2 separate regions of the Rattus norvegicus genome follow, and region 2 is linked to region 1. Evidence: chromatin contacts called from public Hi-C data. All regions are on one chromosome and are shown on one strand. Each heading gives the region's core, a stretch centred on a gene start, on an enhancer-like site or on the middle of the called end of the contact. The rest is flanking DNA. Distances are from core to core; before and after follow the strand shown.

What was found. Hi-C and Micro-C count contacts between places; a contact is called where the count stands out from the background.
Region 2: a Hi-C map of the A7r5 cell line shows a contact between it and region 1, with 7 times the contacts expected there. The contact joins the promoter of Pbx1 here to the enhancer-like site in region 1. A contact is called at or near these places in 3 of 12 Hi-C or Micro-C datasets (the A7r5 cell line, frontal cortex and mammary epithelial cells) and 1 of 1 datasets of contacts at active chromatin or transcription factors (oligodendrocytes).

Annotation. Positions count from the first base shown.
Region 1 is chr13:82,619,346-82,621,891 of GRCr8, reverse strand. It overlaps the pseudogene LOC134481462. Among named protein-coding and RNA genes, the nearest start is that of Lmx1a, 250 kb to the right of the region's middle. Within about 2 kb of position 1,266, at least 23 of the 93 cell types and tissues checked have an H3K27ac peak or open chromatin away from gene starts, as enhancers often do.
Region 2 is chr13:83,119,783-83,122,328 of GRCr8, reverse strand. It overlaps Pbx1 (PBX homeobox 1), which reads left to right and starts at 1,283. Exons shown (of 9, transcript NM_001134862.2): 1 at 1,283-1,867. The coding sequence starts at 1,677.

The DNA of each region.
Region 1 (2,546 bases), core at 17-2,516:
AACCTTACAAAGTTAGGCATGGCAAAGCAGAGGCATCAGACATGGAGGCCCTGGGGCTTGCTAGCTCGCCAGTGTAGGTGAATTGGCAAGCTTAGTGGGAGACCCTGCCTCAAAAACCGAGGTAGAAGCCAATAGAACAATGAAGGTGAAGACAAAAAGCTCCCAAGCACAAAGTCTTTCCCAGCCAAAAGAGCGGTGCAGAGAGACATCCACAGCCACACAAAAAAAGAGAAGGGCAGCCCAAGGCAGGGCCACTCTGGATGTGGTCCAAATGCCCTTGGCAAGAGTACATCCAGGAAAAACAAACACGACCTCTGTGCCATCATCCAGTTTCCCCTGACCACCAAGTCAGCCATGAGGAAGACAGAAACAATGACTCTGTTCATCGGAGAAGCCAAGGCCAAGAAGCCCCAGGGCAAACAAGCTGAGAAGAAATTCTGTGACGGAATGACCAAAATCAATCAGGCCGGGAGGAGAAGGCGGCACAGGTCCATCTGACTCCGGATTGTGAGCCTTTGGATGTTGCCAACAAATCTGGGCGCACTTAAATGGAATCCAGCCCCATTGAAATCCTGCTGATAATTCCTTCTTTAAAAAAAAAAATTAGTTTAATTATGTGTGCCAGTATGTCTACATTAGCGCAGGTGCTCACAGGGGCCAGAAGAGGGCACTGGATTCCCGGAGCTAGGGTCACGGGTGGTTGTTAACTAGCCACCCAGTGAGCTGCTGGGAACTGGACTTGGGTCCTCTGAAAGAGCAGGATACAATCTTAACCACTGAACTTTCTTTCCAGCCCCAACGATAGACTTGCAGTTAGAGGTGCTAGGAATTGAACCCAGGACTGAGCAACACTCCAAACAGCTATTAATTCTAAGTACACAATATTAACCATAAAAAAGAGTAACTGAGGAAGATACTGGACATTAACCCCTGGCCTCCACATACACACACAAACACACACAGAGACACACATACAGGCGCACACACACAGGCGCGCACACACACAGACACAAAGACACACAGACACACACACAGACACACACAGACACACACACAGACACAAAGACACACACAGACACAAACACACACACACACACACACACACACACGAACACATATATACATGACCAAACAATATACACATATACAAAACAGTTTTGCTCCGATAGACAAATACATATAAAAGTATCAGGGCAGTTTCTCTGGCGTGGCCCTTCCTCCATGTTACTATGAATGCTGCCTTTTACACTGGGTAGAAGACAGTGCTATTTGTCCCAGCGCTGGCAACACTGGTATGGGAAACTTCAACACAGTGTGGAGTACATGGTCTAATTCTGATTCTTCAAAATTCTTCTCAGATTTTTACCAAAGCTAAAGCAGTCGTTCCCCCCCACCCCACCCCCCATGCAACTGGCGGTGTTTGCAGGCTTGAAATTGAATCTCAGGGAAGACAGACACAGAGGCCGGCTCTGAGCGTGAATACAGGAGACGAGTGCCTTGCCAACACACAGGTAAAGAAGGAGAACAATACAATCCCTTGTGAGGATGCCGAGGAGATGCACACCTTTTACAGCAATTCGCATCACTTTTGATTTAACGTGGGAGAAATGGAATTCTCCGGTAGCCATCCCTGACGTATTTGCGTGAGATTCTTGCGCCATCCAGTGGATATCTTGTGGAATTGCAGCAATTGCTTGTGCCTTAAATTTTGTCTCTCAACCACCTTGTATTGTTTACATTCTGCTCTTTTGTCCTATTTGCATTAAACATGTTGTATCTATTCGTGTAATCATGAAATAATCAACAAAAGCGCTTATTACAAAAATACAAAGGCACTGATTTTTAAAACCAAATAAAATGTAAATTAATAAATTAGATAAAGCAAGGTGATCTGTACGTAAGTATGTGAATATTAATAGAATTATCTTCCGAATATTCCAGAAGATAAAGTTCCTTGACCCTAATGGCAGATACACTAGAAATAGGACAGGACTTGATGCACCAGATGGGCTGGTACCACTCAAAGATGCTGGCTGATGTTGGGCCATGCCCATAGATATATCATAATGGGAACGCAGGAAGTCAAAGTGCATTTAACCCTAACTGCCAAATGTCGCAGCTTAGCGAATGTTGCCAGTTGTTTTTTCCTCCCGATGCTACTGATGCTCTGGTTGACTGGGAGCTGCGGCTGGCTGACACTTTCCAACCTGGAGACAGGGTCATGACGCCTGTCACTAGCCCAGGAAAAGATCAAAACTTTGAAATGTGAAGGAAGCATGTTTTTGGCTGAATGCACATCACTTTCACGATGCTGTAAAGTTCCATCCTCCTACATCAAGGCATCATAAGTCAAGGATCATCCGTACTGCTCTGGTACTGGCTGCTGCTGCTGTAGGGCACTTCTTGCTGCTGCTGCTGCTGCTGCTGCTGCTGCTGCTGCTGCTGCTGCTGCTGCTGCTGTAGGGCACTTCTTGCTGCTGCTGCTGCTGCTGCTGCTGCTGCTGCTGTAGGGCACTTCTTGCTGCTGCTGCTGCTGCTGCTGCTGC
Region 2 (2,546 bases), core at 34-2,533, 500 kb before region 1:
ACTTTGTGCATAGTAGGCATTCAATAAATGTCAGTTTCCTTCTTTTCCCTGTTATTAATGCTTATTAGACTATATTAAAAACTAGAACCAGACTGTGATAATGCAGTCCCTTATTAAGTGTTTAAGCCAAATAACCAACTTCCCTCGCGGGGGAAGAGAATTGTTGAATTCGTTTCTTTTGGTAAACTTATTTATTGGTATTTTTCTTGAGTTTTATTTGGTTTCAAAGTCCACACTTTAGCTAGTGTCTATGCCACAAAAATGACAATTCATATTCTCTTTGCGGGCATAGAGTTGAGGTTTTGCAAATTACTTACTATCTCGACTTTCACCTATTAGAGATCATTATTCATTATCTTAGCAGCTCGATTTTATTTACTAACTACGTCATATAACAAAGTTTTGCTCTCAACAGTTTCCCCGAGGTCTAAGATTTCAGAGAACCAAGTTTACTACCGCAGCGTCACCGCGTAGACGAACGAGGGGTGGGGCGGAGGGATCCACACGGTCTGTGTGCTTTCGTGTTAATTTTACAGTCTTGCGTTTAAGTGGAGCCACGTTTTCCTCAAGGACGCAGCCTAAGCAGACAAGAGCCGGAGCTAAGGTCTCTCTGCGCCTTTAAGAACTGGAGACTGGGTCGTGGCTCCGCCCCCTTCCCGGCCCACCTCTGAACTCTGATTGACAAGACTCCCGGGCTAGGAGGAGCTGAAGGAGGCCGAGGAGGCGGCGTAGGGTGGAAAGTAGGTGGAGGAGGAGCCCATTTTCCGGACTGGCCAATCAGAGAGGGGGGCGGGGCTCAGAATCCCTCCTCCCTCCTCTGACCCCCGCCTCCTGGCCTCTCCGCCCCCTCCCCCCTTCCCTCGGCCCCCTCCCCTCTCCTCCTTCTCCTCCTCCTCCTCCTTCTCCTCCTCCTCCTCCTCCTTCTCCTCCTCCACCTCCTCCTCCTCCTCCTTCTCCTCCTCCTCCTCTCAGGCTGTGGTTTTTCTGTATATGTTTCTGGAGTCCTGAGCCTGGGCTAAACAAAAGCAGGAGGCTGACGGGGCTGCTGGAGTTTGCAGAGACACGGAGGAGGAGAGAGCTTGGGTTTTGCCTGCCGCCACGGCTGGGGGAGATCTGGCTTCTGCTACAGCCCACCCCCTTTGAGATCACTCTGGCCCGGAGTGGGGGTGGGGGGCAGCGGGGGGTGGGGGGGAAAGTTTGCATTGCAATCCCCCTGCCTTCCTCTCCTTTCTCCCGATCAATGCATATTTGCAAACGGATTAAGCCACAGATTTAAGCGTCGGGAGCCCATTTCTGCCTTGCACAGGAGATCGGACTGAAAAACCCAAAGGCAGCTCTGATTTCTTTTCGCCAAGTGGGAAGGTGGTTTATTTTTCTTGCTTTTTTGGAGTCAACACCCTTCCCCACCAGCCCTTATCCCCACCCTCACCCCGCAACCCCTTCACGCCCCCTCCCCCTCCCCATCCTCCCACCATCCTCTAAAGAGGCAAAGAGATTTTTTTTTTCCCTTTTGGTCTTCTTCTTCTTCTTCTTCTTCTTTTTTTTTTTAAACCCTGGTCCCTGTTTATCCTGAAAAGGATTTGAAGACAGCTTGAAGGATAAAAAGCCTCGGTGCTTCCCAGGCGCCGAGCCGAGGAGCCGAAGAGGAAGAGCCGGGGCTGCCGGAGCCTTCAGAGATGGACGAGCAGCCGAGGCTGATGCATTCCCACGCTGGGGTCGGGATGGCCGGACACCCCGGCCTGTCCCAGCACTTGCAGGATGGGGCCGGAGGGACCGAGGGGGAGGGCGGGAGGAAGCAGGACATCGGGGACATTTTACAGCAAATTATGACCATCACAGACCAGAGTTTGGATGAAGCGCAGGCCAGGTGAGATGGAGGCTTTTCTTTGCCTTTCTTGTTTTTTTTTTTTTTTTTTCCCTCCCTCTCGCAGGGGGAAACAATGGGAACTGAATCACCACAGCGCTTTCTTTTAAAATGTTGTTTCTTTCCTCATTTTGACAAGCAACTCTATGGCGGAGGAGTAAAATTTAAAGAAGCGTTGTTATCGAAAGTGTGATCGCCCGTGCCGAGATATGGCTGTGTGTAGATATTGTGCGTGTGTGTCTGTTAGAGGTTTTTTGTATGAATGCACAAAAACACGCAGCCACGCCGAAAATACTGCCAACTAATCCGAAAGCGGCCCTCGGCACTTTTTTACAGCTTTAAAAAAGTGTACGAAGGAAGCAGAATTGTCAAGTTCCGAGCGGCATTCCATGCCTTCGGTAGTTGAGGGACTTCGGAACATGACAAAATAAAAAATGTCCCAAGAACACTTTATTTGCAGATTCCACTGACTCCTAAGCTAATTCAGCAAGTTTGATTTTTTTTCTCTCCTTCTTCACTTACCCTTCTGTAATAGTAATTATTATTATTTGGTCTTTTCTTTTTTTTTTTCTTTTTTTCCTCACTCCCCACCCCAAACAAACAAGCGAACAAAAAAGGAAGGTAGCTCTGTGTTAGTAGATGTCAGATAGTAAGAAAATACCTTGCAGTCACTCCGTTCTGT